Linked DNA regions of Zea mays: region 1 is linked to region 2. Evidence: chromatin contacts called from public Hi-C data. All regions are on one chromosome and are shown on one strand. Each heading gives the region's core, a stretch centred on a gene start, on an enhancer-like site or on the middle of the called end of the contact. The rest is flanking DNA. Distances are from core to core; before and after follow the strand shown. Region 1 holds the start of LOC118476879. Region 2 overlaps LOC100193119.

Region 1 (6,918 bases), core at 583-3,082, 170 kb before region 2:
AGGCGCCGCGACACCGGGCGAAGGGTCTATGGGGGGGCACAAGAGCTTCTCCACCGACGGTGTCCACGAGGACGTGGATCTGGCCACCGGGGTTGCGAACAGGGAGGGAAGGTAGGGGCACGACCCAGATGGGAGAGGCAAGGGCATGACAATTGCGGGGGTTTGTTAGCGTGCACGGAGGGGGAGGTGGGGGCACGAGTGCACAACACGTGGTCCCAGATGAGGCTCCGAGCTGGGTTCGCGAGGAGGGAGGGAAGGCAGGGGCACAGACGAAGTGGGAGGCGGGGGCACGGTAGCGTGGTCTATACTATTAGGTAGTGTTTGGTTGAAGAGCCAAGTAGAACGGAACCGTTCTGTCCCAGTTTTGTTGTTGTTTGGTTACAAAGTAACTAGAACGGAATGACTCCAATTAGGGAATATTCTCCTCAGATCCGGAACCATTCCGCTCCAAAAAATCAATGGAACGGAGCCGCTTCGTTCCAATCCCGCTCTCACAGTCACGCTCCGTTCCGTTCACTTTGCAACCAAACAAAAAACAGAACCGCTCCGTTCCAGATTACCAAACACAGAACAGAGCGGCTCCGTTCCTAGAATCAGGGATGGAACGACTCCGTTCTACTTGGCTCCTCAACCAAACACTACCTTAGCGTAATGGATAGTAGAGATAGAAATTAGTAGTATCACAAGAAATAATCCTGTGGGCTCATAGCGGACTGCTATTCAGCATTACGAACTTGCACATTCCATGGAGTATAATCATGATGGTACCAACAATTCTCCATCGGCCTGGGGGGCAAGCTGACGCTTAAGAAGGTGGGAATGTTAGGACCTAAGGGACGAAAATGGTGTTAGCTCCATGACACAGGAGAAACCAGGGGATACTGCAGCATCGAGCAAAGTCAGCAAGGGCTGGACGACGACAAGAGCCATCAGAAGAACGAAGACTGACGACGCAGAGTGAGGCATGTCATCGTCCGCTTGATGATCCGAGTGGGCTGTGTAATAGATGATGGGTTGAGCATCTTACGCGAAAATGATATAGGCATCCCTAGGAATAGTAAGGCTTATGGAATAACCGAATACACTATCAGTATCGCGTTTATCTTCTCTCTGCTGCTCCTTTCCCCTTCCTTGCGACTCCGACTGCGATCGATCACTCCCTATGCGACGGCGTGGCTAACAGCATGACGACCGGATTTCACTTCTTCTCCCTCACCTTATCTTCTCTCGTGGCCTCCCGGGATGCAGGTTGTTGCGGACCAGGCGACCGCGCCCTCCACGTCCGCCGTACCGACTCCTCCCGCGCTTCCTCGCCACGCCGCTGCACCTTGAGGCGAATGGAGGTGACAGTCAACAGACGGAGGTGGAGGGAGAATGGAGAAGGGCATGTCCGGGCGGTGTAGGACAACCCACATCAGTGACCAGATGGCGACGGGACCCGGTGATGAGGTGGCGGAGGTGGAGCGGCGGTGGCTGGAGACAGCGGGACCCGACGGTGGCGAGGCAGAGGCGTGCTGCTCTGGTCGACGGCGGAAGGCGTCGGGACCCAGAGGCGAGGAGGAAGACTGGAAGAGGTGGAGGCTGGCGAGAACCGAAGGGGAGGTAGCTGGGGCGCTGGCCGTGGGAGGGAGGGAGACCGGAGGTGATAAGGATGAAGTAAATGAGCCGCCTGGATGTCGGGTTCAATTTCGATGAAACACAAGGCCTTTTTTTGCTAATCGCCGAGGCTCCGATGACCGAGATTTGTTGGTGACGAGGCGCGATGACGGGCAGGAAACAAACCCATGATTCGTATATATAAGAGATATAAGATCCCATTTGTTTCTTTTCATTTTAAGGAATTGGAATCTTACTAATGGAATAGACTATTTTTTTAGAATATGATATTCCACTATTTTTCAAAGTTATCATATAAGCCTATCTCAAATTCATGATGTGAGAGATGAAGATTGATTCTATAGATTTACATGCTATTTTTCCGATACACAACTTACACTCTTTTACTTACTTCGTTATAACATAAATGTAATATATAATTATCCCTCTCATATAATTTAGAATAATATAGAAATATATTACATATATATATAAACTTAATTAGTTTGGTCTAAATTATAATTATTAAAATAAAATTTAATTCCAAGGATAACGGGGCCTAAGAGATTTCACGTGCTCACTTATGCAGGGCAGATAAACAAATGCAAGCCGATTTCTTCACTGTGATGGCTCAAGTGATCAAAGAAAGATTCCTCTCTCCACTACCTTTTGGATCCGTTCGCATTTTGCACATCGGCCATCTAAATACTCACATATTGAACGCGTGGAATAGCATGACTCATGCTGCCGCCTCTGTTTGCACGGCATGAATTTTCCCTTCATTCACAAACTCGAAGCCATTTCTATTAACTATGATCTCGTAGAAAGTCAAACAACCTGCTCTTCCCTACCGCCTCCGTTTGCACGTCATCTACAGACTACTTTATACTCTCTTTAATTTTCTTATTTGATGTTTGTAATTGTAAATTTGTACTGTTCAGCTTTAAATAATAAATGGAGATACTAATTCGTATGATGTTTCCGTTGCATGATGTATATATATTTATTTTCCTCTAAAACATTCCAAACTCCATGTTTCTCCTGTACAAAGAAATTCCATCATTTTGAAAAAAAAGGAATTCGATTTTTATTCGTTCTAGCAAATTTATCATGCAACACGTCACACTCACACCGACCCTGTTCAGTTCCGTCAACTTCCCCTGAGCACGCGCAAATAAAATTTGACCGAGGGCCTTAACGCAAAGTGGCGGGACATTCTTCTTCGCCCAGCCTAGCCACGTCCATCCCGAGGCAAACGAACAAAGCCACAGCGCACCTCACTTATTACGAACCCCCTCTGTGCCACTGCCCACTGCCACCTGAAATCCCCGCGAACCTATACTTTTCCTTCCCCCGATCCAGGCGGTTCTCTTCCCAGAAGCCAGCCCAGAATGGCGGCATCCGACGCGCTGCAGTCCATCGTTTACAGCCGTGGGTCGCTCCGCCTCCTCGATCAGGTGCGCCTTTTCCTTTCCCTTGTGGTGTGAAGTGGGTATGTGTTGTTTTTGTGGGTTTGATTCCAAGAAAATAGGAGTTCTTGATGGGGTTTTCACTCTGAGTTAGTTTCAATTCGACGCAGAGGAAGCTGCCGCTCGAGATGGAGTACATCGACGTCAAGAGTTCCGCCGATGGCTGGTGAGACGGAGATTCTCTCTTCTCGATTCATCTCTTCGTCCTTGACTGTCATGCGTGCGTGGAGGCGGAGCTCCTCCTACGATAGCGTGCCAGCGTGGGGCAGCTGCCTCAACTATCGCCGGAGCAGAGAACCCACGGGCCACTGCCCCACCCCACCCCACCCCTCTCTTTTCCCCAGCCACCGGTGGCTGCGGCGGCAGCCTAGGCGGCGTTGTCGAGCTGCCGACAGAGGAGGGAGGACTGGACCAGAAAGGTGAAGGCTGTGCCGTGTGTCGATGAGTAGGCCCAGATCCCAATACAAGGTAGCCCAACGGATCAAAGAAAAAGGCCCGTTTAATTTCTCCCTCGATCACCTGGCTCTCTCTGGACGGCTCGGCCCACTGGGCCGTCGTTTTGAGCGTTGCGCCGCGAGCGTCGCCGCTCCAATCCCAGGCGTCTGACACCGCCACTGCTCGTCAGCCGCTATGGCCTAGCGTCCGCAGCCCGGCGTCTAGCTAGCCACAGCGGCATCTTGTGAGTCCACGAGCAGGCCGAATGGCGACATCAATGCCGCAGGCTGCAGCTTGCAGATGATATGGGAGGTGGACTTCTGGCGCTCGGCGCTTTATCTCAGCGTCTTCGCGCTTCTGGTGGAGCAGGAGGCTGGCATGGCATGGGGATGTCGTGTTTGCCTCGTCAAAGCCCAAGACAACTGTCGTGGTTTCCATATAGGTTGTGCCAAAGGATACTCACGCTCGGCGATGCTCTCCCTGTTCGCCGGAGCTCGTGCGGTCGCTCCGGACCACGCGCATTGTGGTAAAATCCAGGGCACTCCCACCAAACTTATTGTCCGCCCCGTGAAGAGCCGAACATCTTTGTAGGTATGTTGTGGCTCCCGTGAACTTTTAGTTATTTGACGAGTGGAAGGGAAAAGGGTAGGGCATGAGAGGAGGGAAGATGGGGGTTTTGGGGTTCTTCTCTACTCAAAAGAATATCTGCACATGTTTGGTGTTGTAATAAATTGTGATAACTAAACCTAGTGGCAGCTACGTGGGGTATTCCAAAAACAATTGTCCCCAAAATAGTAAGAACAAGAGCACCAGTTGAACTAGACATCTTAGACTATCTCCAGCAGCTTACTCATCCACATCACTCATTTCAAACTCCACTCTGTAAATAGTGCAGTTTACATGCAAAACCGTGTTTTGCACGATTTGCTGGCCATAGCCTTAGTACATGTGTTATGACCAACGTCACCTATAGACGTCTGAACCACGCTAATGGTTAGGTCACATGGGCAGTTAGGGGCGAAGTGCCTTAGATACTTTGCATAGGATTATCATTTATTCTTGTTAGGAGGTATTTATAAAAATAAGGATCAGGGTCAAGTAAGCCTCTCTATATAAGGAGAGGGGATGCATCAAACTAATTAAGCAAGGTAATTATCTTGTCTGGTCTCAAGGGTCATTTCTCACGTCTCTCTCTTGCTCGTCTGCTCCCTGTGTGTGACCATGGCTCCTGTCTGCCGTTAGGGGTACACGTCCCGACCATCGATCTCCTGCCTATACAAGCTACACAGCCACAGTAGGATCCCAAATCCTATCAATCTAGTATTGGAGTTGTGGTGACAATGACTGAGAAGCAGACACTGATTCCACCACCATCGGCTGTTGACGCCATCGTGAAAGCCCTAGCGGACATTGCTACGTAGCTTGCCAGTCTCTTCACCCGCATGTCGTCCCTGGAGCACCAGGATGCGTCCTTGTATGCAGGTGCCATGCACCATAGTTTCCCCTATGGTATGATAGGGTACGGAGTGGCGAGTTTCCTGTCCTTCTCCACCATCACAGCAGAGGCAGAAGGCCTTCTTCCCTCTAGATGTTTTTATCATACATGTAGATGGTTTTTTTATACCGAAGACCTTGGTCCTACCTAATTGAAAGCACAAACAAGAGTTAGCTGGGGACACCAGCTTACAGTTTGCAGCATACAGAGCATATCCTCTTCACAACCTCAAAACAACCTCTCAGACCTGTAAATAGTTTATGTTATGCAGGCTTTAATTTTAGCAGTTATTGGAACTCTAAAGATCAAGTAGGACAGGATCCTTTTTATTTGTTTGTTTTAAACTGTTACTTCTTTTGTTCAATTGATTTGTATACATTTCTAATTGATTTGGTGGGGCTTGTGATAACTGTTAATTTTCTTCGTGTTGCTTAAATCTAAAGCAGATTTTGCTGCTTTGTGGTTATCACAGTGGCTTACTTTTGTGTTCAAGTAAAACAGTGGCATTTTTTTTTTGGTAATTTCATCAATAGAGGTGTACAAGGCTATCATATATTCATATTGAATCTGTGATCAGTAGAAATTTCGGTATTCTGGATTGACCTTGATCACACTAGAGAAGAAAAAACAATCACATAATTTCCAGCAATTGTGTTATATGCTCCCATGGTGATAGGCCTACTGCAACCATTGAAATGTAACTAGTTATAAATACCACTGGATAATGCTTGTTTTATACTGACCCCTAAATATTACCCAGGAATGCAATAAGAGACATGGTTGTCCGTGGTGCTCCAGCAATAGCCATAGCAGCGGCACTAGCATTAGCCGTTGAAGTTTCTGATTTAGATTTTATTGGTACGCCTGAAGAAGCAGCTTCTTTTGTTTCAAAGAAATTGGAATACCTTGTATCCAGGTAAGCAAAGTTCAACTATTTTTTTTATTTATGCGTACAATAAGTTTGGTATCTGTTCATGTTATCATTTTGATGAGTAGTATATTTGTAGTCATGCATATGTAACCTAATTATTTGTTTCTGCATCAGCCGACCAACTGCAGTGAACCTATCTGATGCTGCAACAAAGCTCCAAACTTTGGTATCAAAGGCAGCTGAAACTGCAAAAGATTCCAAGTCTATCTTTCAGGTGCTAACCTTGACCCCCCAAAAAACATTCTCTGCTTTCAATTAAAAACAAAAGGATACAGAATAATTATGAATAAACTATGTCTGTGTGAATTTACATTCGTATATAATGTGTCCTGCAACATTGATTTTCTGAATATAAATATGGAATTAACCAACCTGATGAAGTGACTGATTGAGATGATACCAACATGAAACCAGAAATTACTTCTGTTGAATTAACACTTTTTGCAGCCGCCGCACTTCAAATTGTCCCTCAAGGCCTCAAGCTTTTACACTAAACCGTAGAGTAAACCTCATATTATTCGTTCTTCTGAAGTTTGGTTCGAATATTGATACACATACACTGTGCATCTATATGTCATATGTTTGACTACTTAAGTTTGAACCTTTTTACAGCAACTGAAGATAGTTTGTGCTAATTCCAGCTTCACCATGTTATTCTAGAATGATGTGCTGCTTAGATGACTCTCTTTGATGATGAGGGGAAAACTTCTTTGATTTAGGTGGACAAATTGTACCTCTTGCTAACCTGTTATATATTCCCTTTGATCGATAAGGTCTACATTGAGGCCGCAGAGACGATGCTTGTTGATGATGTGGCAGATAATAAAGCTATTGGCTCACATGGAGCTGTATTTCTTCAAAGGCAGCTTGCAAATTCAAAAAAGATATCTGTTCTAACCCATTGTAATACTGGCAGGTAATTTTTAAATCGAGTTGTATCACTTTTTTATCCATGTGTGATGCTCAGATCCTTATGTAGTTTTACTTTATAT
Region 2 (7,218 bases), core at 2,439-4,938:
GTTACAACTTGACCCTTTGAGACTAACCATGTGCTTGAGTTTGCTTGTTTTAGTCTCAAAGGAGGTTTGAAAGGGAAAAGGTGGACTTGGACCATGAAAGACTTCCACTGCACTCCGATGAGAGGGTAACTTATTCCAAGTTCATCTCATATACTCTTATTGCCTTTGTATTCTTATTGAAGATTTTGGTGAGGCAATGGGGTTCTGGGGCCAAGATTAATCCCGGTTTGGTGCTTGATGCCAAAGGGGGAGAAAATAAAGGCCAAAGCGATAAATGGATCAGCTACCACTTGAGAGATTTTAAAAATAATAGAATAGAGCTTTTGGTTTGTCAAAACTCTTTTATTGTCTCTCTTGTCAAAAGTTGGCTTCTTGTGGGAAGAAAGGTGATTATGGGAAAAAGGGGAGTTTTTGAAATCTTGAATCAATTTCTCTTGGAATGACTCTCTTTATGTCTTAACATGTGTGTTTGACTTAGAGATAGAAATTTGAGTTTGATTCGCAAAAACAAACCAAGTGGTGGCAAAGAGTGATCCATATATGTCAAATTTGAATCAAAACAATTTGAGTTCTTATTTGAAGTGATTTTGTATTTGTTCTACCTGCTTTATATTGTGTTGGCATAAATCACCAAAAAGGGGGAGATTGAAAGGGAAATGTGCCCTTGGGCCATTTCTAAGTATTTTGGTGATTTAGTGTCTAACACAAGTGCCTAAGTGTAAAATGGTGAACAAAGTACAAATCAAGGATAAAGGTATGTTTCTCAGACTTAGTACATTGTTTTAGAGACTAATGTATTGTGTCTAAGTGTTGGAAACAGGAAAAATCGAATTGGAAATGAGATGGCTTTGTTCAGACAAAGTCTGCTCAGTCTGGGAGCACCGGACTGTCCGGTGGTGCACCGGACAGCGTCCGGTGCGCCAGGCTGGCTCGAGCGAACTGGTCGCTCTCGGGAATTCACCGGCGACGTACGGCTATAATTCACCGGACTGTCCGGTGTGCACCGGACTGTCCGGTGAGCCAACGGTCGGCCGGGCCAACGGTCGGCCGCGCGATCTGCGCGGGACACGTGGCCAAGCCAACGGCTAGAAGGGGGCACCGGACTGTCCGGTGCGCCAACGGCTCTCTGGCTGCCAACGGTCGACTGCGCCAGTTAAGGAAAGAAATCGGGCACCGGACAGTGTCCGGTGTGCACCGGACAGTGTCCGGTGTGCACCGGACTGTCCGGTGCGCCAGACGACAGAAGGCAAGGATTGTCTTCCTAGATTGCTCTCAACGGCTCCTAGCTGCCTTGGGGCTATAAAAGGGACCCCTAGGCGCATGGAGGAGAACACCAAGCATACTCAAAAGCAATCCTAAGCACCGAGACTTCAATTCCACGCATTTGTTTCTTTGTGATAGCATCTAGAGCTCTAGTTGAGTTGTAAACTCATTGGGTTGTGTTGCGAGCTCTTGTTGCGACTTGTGTGTGTGTTGTTGCTCTGATTTTTGAGTCTTGTGTGCGTTGCTCATCCATTCCTTACTCTGTGTTTCTTTGTGATCATCTAAGTGTAAGGGCGAGAGGCTCCAAAGTGTGGAGATTCCTCGCAAACGGGATATAGTAAAGCAAGCAAAACACCGTGGTATTCAAGTGGGTCTTTGGACCGCTTGAGAGGGGTTGATTGCAACCCTCGTCCGTTGGGACGCCACAACGTGGAGTAGGCAAGCGTTGGTCTTGACCGAACCACGGGATAAACCACTATGTCATCTCTGTGATTGTTCTCTTGTGGTTATTGTGTTTTGCTAAGACTTCTCTCTAGCCACTTGGTGATTATTGTGCTAACACTTAACCAAGTTTTGTGGCTTAAGTTTTAAGTTTGTACAGGATCACCTATTCACCCCCCCCCCCCCTCTAGGTGCTCTCAATATGTTTCTCTAAGTCAAAGGAACATCCTCGAAAATTGTCAAAAAGATTTGGAGAAGAATTGGATAAAACATAGAAATTTGGGCAGCTGGACATTAATACTGGAGGCTCACCGGACTGTACGATCCAAGGACTCAGACTCAGTCAAAATCGAGCTAGTGCACCGGGGACTCATCGTACGATCCGGTGGTACACCGAACCATCCAATGTGAATTATAGTGAACAGGTTAGCTTTGAAAAAATTGGAGCATGACACACTGCACCAAAGCGATATCATCAAGTGCAATAACTCCTACAACTCCAAAGCCTCATAAGTCATAAGCTGCTCGCATTCTATTGATTTGAGTGATTAGTGAGTTAACGCTTGTGCTACCGAGAGCATCTACAGTAGTTTTGGGGAAAAAAGCTCACTAAATACAGATGTGAGTAGTTGCTAAATGATAGTAGGGAGTAAAAAATGTGTTCTTCGGTAGTTCTCTATTTTTAGCTGCCAAATTTTTCAAATTATATCAGCTAGAAACTCCTTTCCCTCTCACGTTCTAGAAAGTTTTATGTTCTTTTCGTCAATCATGATATTGTTCTTGCAATGGTTCTTAAATCTGTATGCAGAAAAATCTACATACAAAACAGACACAAATCTCTATGATTAATCGATTCTAAATATGACTTAAATTCCAAACTAGAGAAATAAAAATGTCTAACATGCAGCAAAAAAAATTTCCACATAGTAGCCCAGAGTTTATTAATAAAAAAATAAAAGGGAATAAAAACAGAAGGCATAGAACACTAATTTCGCATGAAAAAGTGTTTTGTGGGTCCCTCTGAGGTTGCCAAATATGGCGGACAAGAAAGGATAAAATAGTAACTTCTTAAATTTAGCAGCATCGTTTAGGATACTATTAGATACCTGTTTTTTCTAATAACTTCTTAAACTAAGATTTAGTAACTTTTTTACCTAACAGTTGAAAATGCTCTAAGACTTGTGCAAATCAATATATTGGTACAAGTGAGAAGATACATTTAAAAATATATCAAGGGAGGTGAAAAAATCGTTTGCACCAAGCAATTAGTTTACACATGATATGTTCGTCTCTTAAAAAGAAATTTATTTAACGATATCTTAAATCCATAAGAATCCACACGCAATAAAGTGTCTATTTAAAGAAACAATCTTGAAAAGATATCTATACGAAAAGACGTCTTACAAAGATCATAAAAATGCATATTTAAAAGAAGTCTGTTTAAAGACATCTTGAATAGATGCCTATTTAAAGAGATCTAGGTGTCTATTTGAAGAGACCTATACCCGTTCAAAGCACTCAATTTGCCATGAACAGTTATAAAAAATTAGGGCTGAAAAAAAAGCTCGAGCTCGACGAGCTGGCAGCTCGCAGTAGCTCGACTCGGCTCGGACTGGCTCGATGCTTAGAACGAGCTCGAGCCGAGCCTGTTTTTATGGCTCGTGAAAAGAGCGAGTCAGCTCGGCTCGGTGCAGCTCGCGAGCTGACTCATGACTCCACCCAACAAAAATTTGTTACATAAAATCTTAGTTAACATATAATATTAGTACCGAGTAGACAATAATTTATGTTATTTGAGATTACTATACAAAAATAATCTATTTTCTATATTATATTAGTGATATATCTATTTTACTAATTTAAAATATGTTATTTAAAATATTTTTAAGATTTTATATTATAATTTAGAGAGGCTTGGCTCGGCGAGCCAGCTCGCGAGCCCGAAGCGAGCCGAGTCGAGCCAGTTTTCCGAGCTCGCCAGATGGGCGAGCCAAGCCGAGTTCGGCTCGTTACGTGAGCGAGCCGAGCTCAGCTCGGCTCAGCTCGTTTCCACCCCTATTTAAAAAAATGGCTATGAACAATCGCCTCAAAGCAACGGATGCTTCGGAGGAAAATCATGGAGCACGCATTACATTGTCTAACTATGTGAACGAAACAGCAATATACCAAATGGTCGTACCATAAACACGTAGGTTTTACCAATAATTTTTTTCTTCTTCATTGAACAAAAGATCGGATCGGATCAGGTGCGAACAAAACAGAAGACGAAAATAACCCATACCACGCAACCACATGATATCCGCCGGGGGAACCACATGACCCATCAGCAACAGATGGTAACCATATTTATTCTAGCACAAGGCAACCGCAACACCGAGAGATAGTAACGCGTACACTAATGTACCTAGAACACCACCCTCTTGTTAAACGCTATTCTACACCCATGAAAAATAAAACCATAGGGGAGAATATGGGAGAACATAGAGTACACAATTTACAGGGAAACTACTCTGCGGCGACGCCTATACAGGTGGGTGGGAGGGCAGGGAGAAGACACAAATGAGGTGCAAAGAATTAGTTGGCAGGCCAGACCCAGCCAGCCATCATCATATGGGGCTACTGAAACCTCTACTAATTACACAGCTACGGAAGCCAGCAGCTGGCTAGGGCGGTAGGAGAGCGCCCCAGCACTGGCTAGCACTGTGGTGGCAATCTCCGCCGCTGTTGTTGTGCCATCTTTGTATGAGCCTGCTGCATCCTATCAGCATACATCGGGAGAAGACTTATCTCATCAATCTCTTCGAGAAGCTTTTCCTCGGTAATGTTATCTGTGATACTCCTCATCACCTGCAGACCATGCAAATAAACTGTAAAAATATTGCAGTATCCCCACCCAAATATGGAGTACTTGTTTCCAAGTGGACAAAATATGATGCCCAACCACCAACAAAACAAGGATGCTCAGCAGTGAACAGAAGAACAAGGCTGTTTTAACGGACACTTTGAGAATTGCTGAAGTGATCATCTTAGAAAGCAGGATCCTAAAAGATACAGGCATAAAACGCAACTCACAAGGTGAGCTAGCCATGCAAAAAGAATACTATGATCCAATGTGACAGACCAACTGTATTTTCAAAATTGATTTTACCCTAACATCAAGACCATTTCAAATGAGTACATTTAACTTTTCCAGCAAAGATCAAGATGAGATTTACATACAGCAATATTCTTATAAGAAAAAAAAATTAACAGACAAAGTAAAACAGAAAGTATGTCAGAACTAGCCTTCCGGTATGTGTTGATGTCGTTTGGAGTAGATTTATCAGATCTAATACGCATACAGGACCAACACTGTTCTTCCTTATTCCAGGAGCATTCAACAATCCTCCCGGCGATAGAGGATGGATCTACATCGTCTGTATAAGTTTAAACAGCAGTAAATATAAAACAAATACAATAGTAGGGCAGGAAAATAGAAACACATGTCATTAAAATATAATACCCCAAAATATTTTTAAAATGTGTTAAAGAATATTATATCAGCACTCTAGAGACAAAGAAGCTGACTACACAATTAACGGTCATCAACTCATCATGGAAATTGAAATGCATGTTACCAGTAAATGCTATCCGGGCACCATCCATGAGTTTCTTTTTTCCTCTCTCATAAAGGAAAACCAGTTGACGATTATCATTCGTAAGCTGCAATAGTCAGACATAAACAAAACCCAAATTTCAAAATAGTATCTTCACGAGGCTTGTTCGGTTAGAAGTGGATTGAAGGGGATTAATTCACTTGCTAGTCAAAAATGAGCAGAGGGATTTAATCCCCCTCCAATCCGAATGAAACTGAACAAGCCCTAAAACAATATAGTTGAAACTGGTCACAAGACCTCGAACAGAAAGTCCACAGAATTCATCTCAGGGTATTTCCACTTCAGGAGACCTTCATGAGTACGAGTTACATATGGATCGTCCCAGCCCTGCAAAAACAATTGAAGCATGAGCCGAGTAAAAGCAAAATTTGCATGTAAATAACCACAGAATAAATAGTTACGAAGGATGCTAGAGGTCTCAGTAGGGACAGGAGTTCCATATCTAGCACCGTTCAAAATTTGGTCCATGAATTACACATGCACAATAAAATGTTCTAAGCTAAATATAAGTCTTAACAAATAGGAAACTACTTCATGACTTAACAAAAAAATATAGAGCTTCAGTTGAAACCAATTGTAGATCAGCGTTCAAAAACATGATTGTCAGTGGTCATCCTCGCAAGGATGCTGCTCAACCGGATTTCATTCAAGTTGGGAATTTCAAATGCCATGTTGCAAGCTTCAAGCCGGCGTCACCCTCAAGCGCATTTTTGAATTTTCGATTTGGCCACCAAAATGCTGTTTTTTTCATTTGGCTTGTTGCTCAGAACAGATGCTGGACAGCAGATAGACTCGCCAAGAGAGGATTAAATCACCCAAACAAATGCCCCTTATGTGATCAGGATGCTGAATCTATAAATCATCTGGTTGTCTCATGTGTCTTTGCCAGGGTTTTCTGGTATAAGTTGCTAAGAAAGTTTGGTATGCACTTCTTAGCTCCTCAGCCAGGTGCTACCTCCCTTTTTGGATTGGTGGGAAAATGCCTCAGAAATTGTTAATGGGCTCTCCAAGAAGGGTCTCAATTCCCTTATCATCTTGGGAGCTTGGCTGATCTGGCTTCATCGGAATAGATGTGTTTTTGACAATGGGTCTCCTAGCCTGCCTTTAATCCTCAAGCAGTTTGAAGATGAGAGGAGTGTGTGGGTGGCTGCTGGTGTGAAGGGATTATCCTACCTGGCAGCCCCTCTTCCTGCTAATTGGGGATGGAGGCATCTTTGTCTCTTCTGGTTGGTGGTTGTGTTCCTATGGACCAGTTTATGTATGCACGTTTCTAGCCTCCGTAAGGAGTCCTTAGTTTTTTCTTTTGTATTTTTGGTCTTCTCATGACCATGTATCCTCTCTTCTTAATTTACAAAATGGTGCAGTCCTCCTGCGCATTCGAGAAAAAAAAAACACAACGGTTTGGCTATTAGTAGTCTGGTACATGTTATGTCTGTCTTTGCTCGGATTTCGCAGGATTTGGGCTTGTCAAAGCCTGTTGGGCTTCCTCCGCCTGCTAGGCATGTTCACACGTCGTTGGCGCATTCCTCGATGGTGGTGGCCTCCAGCCTTGGGACTAGGGCCACTCATGGCATGTTATGCACCCGGTGTTTCTCTCCCTCTCACTTGGCCAGAAAATGCTTGTGCCCTACCAGATGTCGTTGCTATCTTATACTTGGCCACTACGAGATGTATTGTTCCAATAGGCATGCCAAGCCCTCGACGCGACTGCTCTGGAGGCCCAAGGTACAGCACATTAATGAGGCAGTGGCTTACAGTGAGAAGGTGCAAACTGGAAGTTGATCCTCATGCACTCGAGTGCCCTTTGGTGCACCCGGCAACCAGTCCCACAAAATCCACCGGCACAAGCCACCTCTCG

Evidence for each region. Hi-C and Micro-C count contacts between places; a contact is called where the count stands out from the background.
Region 1: a contact with region 2 is called in a Hi-C map of tassel, with 4 times the contacts expected there. The contact joins the promoter of LOC118476879 here to the enhancer-like site in region 2. A contact is called at or near these places in 4 of 25 Hi-C or Micro-C datasets (ear, leaf and tassel).

What each region holds. Positions count from the first base shown.
Region 1 is chr4:13,837,491-13,844,408 of Zm-B73-REFERENCE-NAM-5.0, reverse strand. It overlaps LOC118476879, which reads right to left and starts at 1,832. Exons shown (of 2, transcript XM_035967195.1): 1 at 1,414-1,832; 2 at 1,024-1,321. The coding sequence starts at 1,818. The coding sequence ends at 1,199. IDI2 (Methylthioribose-1-phosphate isomerase) reads left to right here and starts at 2,845. Exons shown (of 9, transcript NM_001111805.2): 1 at 2,845-3,053; 2 at 3,176-3,231; 3 at 5,756-5,911; 4 at 6,041-6,140; 5 at 6,700-6,842. The coding sequence starts at 2,988.
Region 2 is chr4:13,672,546-13,679,763 of Zm-B73-REFERENCE-NAM-5.0, reverse strand. LOC100193119 reads right to left here. Exons shown (of 18, transcript NM_001176033.1): 15 at 5,598-5,687; 16 at 5,322-5,406; 17 at 4,990-5,120; 18 at 3,902-4,551. The coding sequence ends at 4,399. Among protein-coding and RNA genes, the nearest start is that of LOC103652846, 15 kb to the left of the region's middle. Within about 2 kb of position 3,688, at least 6 of the 20 cell types and tissues checked have an H3K27ac peak or open chromatin away from gene starts, as enhancers often do. A contact at or near this core is called in tassel, where this site is marked.